Regions from separate parts of the Arachis hypogaea genome. Here region 2 is linked to region 1. The links are chromatin contacts, called in public Hi-C maps. All regions are on one chromosome and are shown on one strand. The core of a region is the stretch at or near the end of the contact, and the rest is flanking DNA. Distances in the headings are between cores, read along the strand shown. Region 1 holds the start of LOC112750279 (probable plastidic glucose transporter 1). Region 2 overlaps LOC112750278 (a long non-coding RNA gene).

Region 1 (3,318 bases), core at 219-2,718:
AATGAGGAGGAGGAGGAGGAACGCGAAAAAGAAGGCGAAGAAGAAGAGGATGCTCCGTGCGTAAACGAGTGTGAGAAGAAGAAGAAGAAAAAGAAGAGCGGGAGAGAAGAGAAGAAGAAGAAGAGAAGAAGCATTGGGCAAGAGCGGTCGTTTCGTATGTGTTAGGCGCGTGTATTTCACGTTTCATTTAATAGTATTAAGTTTTTTTGTGTTGGGCCAACTTAGATGGATTTGGATACAAAATTACATGGATGTGTAGCATGACCCTTTTATTTTTTAGCGTATTTGATAAATTTCTAGTAATAAAAATAAAAACACTAAAAAAATAATTTTTTTATAAAAAACTACAATTTACATCTTTTTTCTTAAAAAAATAGTTTTTACATAATAATAAAAAATATTTAAATATAAATTTATTGTTACTTTCTTATAAAATCTTTTAAAAAATAAAAAAAAATTGTTGTTCTTAAAAACATATCCAACCACTGAACTAAGTAGGGATGTCAATGGGGTGGGGACGGGGAGCAGGGATCTCCTCGTCCCCGCCCCCAAAATTAATCCCCATCCCCGCCCCGATCCACCATAGGAGAATAATTGTCCCCATCCCCATTCTCCGCGTTCCCCATGTTTTCCGTGGGGCTCCATTCTCATCCCCTTATATTTAACATTCATATGAAAATTATAGTAAAAAATATCAAAAAAAAAAAAATAAACTACAAAATACTATTACAAACACACAAACATATCTTATCCAAGATTATACCAACGCAAGTTGGCACAGATGGATGAGGGTCTGTGTCCCTTAACCATCTCTCCCGGGTTCGATACTCACTGGAGGATGGGAATGGAGCTTGCTTGTTTGGGAGGGTCGCCCACTTTGTGTGCCTCTGCAGTACCCGAGGGATTAGTCATTGGGCTTCCGGCCTGATGGATACCCTGGTGCAAACCAAAAAAAAAAAATCTTATCCAAGATTATAAGTCCAGAAATACAACATAACAAATTATAATCCATAAAATAAAATCTTAAAATACAACTTTCATTCTAAAAAAAAAGCAATAAGATATGGTCTTTAACATCAAGTATTCTTTGATGGTTAGCATACTTAGCAAGAGAAATCATAATTGCTTTAGATACATAGAAGGAGAGAAAATCAAGCAATTATTTCAAAATCAAACCCTAACTATTTTAAAATTATAAATCCTATATGTCTAATTGCTTTAGATACATAAAAGGAGAGAAAATCAAAATTATACAACACAGTGAGTAGAGAAGACTGAATAATAGGATTAGGATTTTTTTAATTGGTAAAATTACTAAAAAATCCACCTATATTAAAAATAAAGTAAGGTTATTTAAGAAATTTTAAACATTCGAAAAATTATCGGGGATGGAGCGGAGATCCTCACTCGAGTCTCCGCGCCTGTCTCAGACAAATTTTACTCTCCATCCCTATCAGAAAAAATTTTCCACTAACGAAACCCCATTCGAAGTAGTCCCGCGGAGATCCCCGCCTCCTGGGGATTTTTGACATCCCTAGAACCAAGCCTTCAGTATATTGATCATGAACGAAAGAATCCAACCTAGTCAGTAGTCACCAAAAAAATAAAAAATAAAAGAGAAGAATTCGAACGTGTGGTCGGGTGGTAATAAAAAAAAAAAAGCTGTGGTGTTTAGACGATATCCAATGTGGCCCGTTTCAGCAGCGATCGTTTCTGCTCCTGTTTCCATTCCAAACCTTTACTTGCCTAAAGCAAAAAGAACGCAAAAGCTTCATTATGGTGCCCTCAAATGCTCGTTTGGTCATTCCAGACCCAGACTCAGAGTTTCTGCCCTCAAGGATCAGTTGCCGGATTCCGCAACTACTCCCGAAGGTCTTGAAATTTTGTTTCTTTTTTTTCTCCTTTCCCCTGTGAGATTATTATATTGTATCTGTTTGCTGAGCTTCAAAATACTAATGCTGCAGATGAAGGTAGAAAGCTTTCTTCATCTGATAATAAAAGGGGTGGCGGCGGGGGATTTGATTACGGGTGGTTGCCTGCTTTTCCTCATGTTCTCGTTGCTTCCATGTCCAATTTTATATTTGGGTATCATATTGGGTCAGTTTCTCTTCATAATTCTCTGCTTTTAACTTCTAATTATTTTCTACTAAGTTAGGTGTTGGTAGAGGGAGAAGAAGTTTCACAATAGCTGTGTGAAACTGAAAGTTGCTGTTCTTTTCTGTTCGGGAATTGAGGTATAACTGTTTCGGTAGTGTTGAAGTGATAGTTACATGACATAGGATCTAATAATCAAGATTTTAACTTATAAATAAAGCGGTTTAATTTGGTCAAATGTTGGTATTCAAAGTTTCTAAGTTATTGTTTCATTAAGTTTTGTTATATCATTTAAAAGAATTTTACTATGATATATGAGATGTGTTCTCTTAATAAGATGACAATTCATGGATTGGGTGTACTTCAATATATTTAGAATAACAGAATGAGATTAAAGGCTTAAAATTGTTATAGTTGAAGACTAAGTTCGATAGGGTAGGTGCAGTATTTCTCCTTGATCTTGTAAAGTGAAACCCAATATTGTGTTCCATTATCTGTGATTCTTGATCTGATATACCATAGCACAAGTAAATTTGACTTTTAAGAAATATGCAATGATTTAGGTTTTTTTTTTTTTTTTTTGGTTCTAGCTATATATGAATTAATAAAAATCACATGTTTTGCAGAGTAATGAATGGCCCTATTGTTTCTGTTGCTCGAGAGCTTGGCTTTGATGGAAACTCATTTCTTGAGGGACTTGTTGTCAGTATTTTTATTGCTGGTGCATTTATTGGGAGCTTAAGTGCTGGTCCTTTGGCAGATAAACTTGGTTGTCGGCTCACATTTCAGATTGATACCATACCCTTAATTCTTGGGGCTATAACAAGGTAACATAATAACATGGTTCATGAAATTTAACTGCAGCATCTGTTTATTCTTGCATATATAGAGGTTATCAAGTTTTCATGTTAGAAATTTGAAAAGGAATCCTCTTAACTTCATAACTGTCTATTAGGGCATCAAAAGTTTTGGATAATATTATTTCCATAATTGATTCATTTCTGTGAATTTTGAGACCTGCAGTTTCTTCCAACAAATGGTGCACACTTCAAAAGCTAACTGGTTTTAATTTGATTCAAATTCGATCGAATCACTGGGTAGAAAGTTTGCATGCAATATGGTTCCAAGTATTTAAAAACAGTTAAAAGGTGTTAGTCAAAGCCAAAAGCCTACTTTGATATCTTACTTATTCATATCTGAAGTGACCCATATCCCAAAAGGATA
Region 2 (3,318 bases), core at 530-3,029, 41 kb after region 1:
TAGGATTTTCACACCATGAGCAACTAAAGCACCATTATTAGGGTTAGGAGTTCTATTTATTTGGATGGATTAATGACTATTATTTTCTAATTCTATTTTATACATTGATTTACCTTCAAGAATTAGTTTCGTTCTTCATCTTACAGATTAGAGTATATTGGAAAATAACTCTTCTCTAACTTGAATTCTTGTTGAATTTTGGAAAAGTTATCTCACCTGAATAACAGGTTAAAACTGAATTCTCATAATTCTCTAACTATCTGAACTTAATGTGATACGTGACATATAATCATATCATCTTTGGATTATTAGGGTTTTATGTGGCTTGTAAACTAGGATTTGAACCTAAATCCTCTAATTAGATTAACTGACCAAGAAATTGGCGGTTGATTGAGTTAGAGGAGGATTAAATTACCAAGGAATTGGAATCTAATCACTTAAAGTTTGCTATGAATTGAATCTTTACATAATCAAAGTGGTTAATAAGAATTGTTAATTCTGAAATATGAACATCTCCAAAACCTTAACTATTTTCTCATATAATTTTCATAATTAGTTTACTGTTTTCTTTCTTAATTTCTCTTATTACTGTTTAGTGAAATTTGAACTCAAAACACTCCTTTTTGCTTGTTTGACTAAGTAAATCACTCAACCATTGTTGCTTGATCCATCAATCCTCGTGGGATCGACCCTCACTCACCTGAGGTATTACTTGGTACGATCCGATGCACTTGCCAGTTAGTTTGTGGTATTCGAATTTTGCACTAGACGCCAAACTACGTTTATGGGTATGCAGGAGGAGGTCTGTACGCATACTTGTGTAGATAGCACAGTCGTGCGTACGCGTGAAGTGATGCGTACGCACGGTCTTCTCGATTCATCACATCATGCGTATACATACATTATGTGTGTGCAGGCTTGTCTCTGATTGTAACATCTGTGCATTCACATGAAGTGATGCGTACGAACGACTGCCATTGCACACCACTTCTCTTACATTGCACGACAAAGCTTCCAGGGGCTCTTTCTTCATTCCTTGGCTTTCCAAAGTGTGTCCCTTCATAATGTATTCTTTTCCAAAGTGTCCTCTCTGATTGAAAGTGTGTCTTTAGGCTTTTTGTTCTTTTTGGTCTTGTTTTGCTTAGTCCATCTTCAAAAATCTCCTAAAACACATTATCCAAAGCATTAAACACATTCTTTTTTAATCTATGAGTTTATAGCTAAAAAAATCAAAGACTATTAAAATATAACTGAAATTAACAAGGAAAACTACTAATGATGTACATGCATCAACTATGCTTGGAACGAAATTCTTTTGAAAAATTCTAGACCGACGATTAGCTGACATCAAGTTTTTGGTGCCATTGTCGGGAAGTTGCAATGTGTGCTTGTTATTGGTTATTGTTTATGTGTGAATATTGTGAATAACTTATTTTTGATTGTTTGTTTGCTTTTGCTAGTTCTAGGAGTTTGTTTTTCTTTATTTTTTATTAGCTTTTGTCCTTACACTACAAGAAAATAAGCTTTCTGCCATACTTTTAAAGTGTGCCAAAAAGTGCTTAAAAACGTACCGATAGCTTCTCGCCACGCTTTTTGAGCTATTGGTACGCTTTTGAAAGGGTCACATCCGCGAGCATGCCAATTGCTCTATCGCCACACTTTTGGTGACCTATTGCCATGCTTTTAAAGATCGCAACGCTTAAGCGTAGCCATATCTCGCGCCAGATATGGCTACGCTTTCAAAGCGTGCCAACAGCATGATACGAATACGCTTTCAAAGCGTGCCAATAGAGAGAGAAATGACTACGCTTTTAAAGCGTACCAATAGCGAAACATATGGCCACGCTTTTAAAGCGTGCCAATAACGAGATGTAGCCACGCTTTTTAAGTCATGTGCCTAGATATGAACCTATTGCCACGCTTTTAAAGCGTGGTTATAGCTAAATCAAATTTTAAAAAAAAAAAATCTGGTAAAAGCCTACATGTGAACACTCAAATTTATGTTCCTACATTCAATACTGGGTAAAAGCCTACAACAATGTCATCTATGTACATGCAACGCTTGCATACATGAAATTTACAAACATTAACAAAAATGAATTTCTAAGAAGAGAATTAAGAATTATACAAGACACAGATTTTACAAATTGACTCTAATGGCTTCATTTTCTTTAGATATTTCCTTCGCTCCTCGGTTCTATCACCTAGTTGACCAAAGCCATTAGCCCCTGGAAAATATCATAAGCAGAGTGTTAGACTCTTATTACTTCTATATTTTTTGAACATTTAAAGTATGAAACATTGCAAATAGCAAACCAACATTGTGATAGTGTGAACCAAACAACGTAGTGACCAGAATTTGTTCTCCAAATAATGCCTTAACACTTCTACATGCGTTCTTTTGGCAAAGTTCCTGTAAACTCTGCTTCCAAAGTAGTCCCACTTTCTTTGTATGCATGAGCACATACATAGCAACATTAAACCTGACACAAGTATCTCATGAAAATCCAGAGGGGAAGATAAACAACAATTTCATAATCATGATCCATATTTTTAATTTCACAAAGTTAACAATTTGGTAAAAGTTCAATTTCGTTCATAAAATTTTTAACTTATAAAATATAAATGTCTTCACCTTGCTCTGATTTCATTTCTCCCATAGCAATAAATTGACTGTATTTGATTAATCTCATCTGTATATGATCAATGAATGACATTGGTACTAGTTTAAGTAAATTTATATAGCTCATAAATTTTTATAGGACATATATTTTTTTATCAATTCACTAATGAATCATAATAACATATATTAAAGATCATCTATATCAAATTTCACTGCAATCAGACATCAATAAGCATGTAATTAAAAAATATTTTGTTTTTGTATATTTGAACAAATATAATACGTCAATTTTCAAGTATAGCAAATGATTTTAAATTAACATAAAGTTTTCTTAAAATAATCTATAACACATAAGCTTCTAATACGATGACTATTAGTTTTAATTGGGAGTTCAATATCTAGAAGAACTTCTTAGCATTTCATATCAAAATAGCAGCTTGAAGATAAATCTTCTGTAGGTGATACGTACAAGTTGCATGGTAAAAATACACATAATCATGACACATAACTCAAGTACCAGATCATCAAGAGAGCATATATAGTAACTTAATTAGCTTCTCTCCTTAATTATCTCTTGTAATCAATTGATAATAGGGGATAATAATGAGATTCTATACAGCCTCAAGAATGAGAAAAATGCTTAAAAGATGTGCAAGTCTCAAGAATAATAAGAATTCAAAAGGAGATAAAAGTTC

The links. A called contact is a pair of places that touch in the nucleus more often than the background predicts.
Region 2: a Hi-C map of leaf shows a contact between it and region 1, with 2.0 times the contacts expected there. The contact joins the enhancer-like site here to the promoter of LOC112750279 in region 1. A contact is called at or near these places in 2 of 8 Hi-C or Micro-C datasets (both in leaf).

The regions. Positions count from the first base shown.
Region 1 is chr15:75,397,088-75,400,405 of arahy.Tifrunner.gnm2.J5K5, forward strand. It overlaps LOC112750279 (probable plastidic glucose transporter 1), which reads left to right and starts at 1,469. Exons shown (of 11, transcript XM_072216375.1): 1 at 1,469-1,872; 2 at 1,965-2,097; 3 at 2,721-2,921. The coding sequence starts at 1,686.
Region 2 is chr15:75,438,197-75,441,514 of arahy.Tifrunner.gnm2.J5K5, forward strand. LOC112750278 (a long non-coding RNA gene) reads right to left here. Exons shown (of 10, transcript XR_003175599.3): 8 at 2,636-2,693; 9 at 2,321-2,483; 10 at 1,986-2,228. Among protein-coding and RNA genes, the nearest start is that of LOC112750277, 5.9 kb to the right of the region's middle. Within about 2 kb of position 1,780, at least 2 of the 3 cell types and tissues checked have open chromatin away from gene starts, as enhancers often do.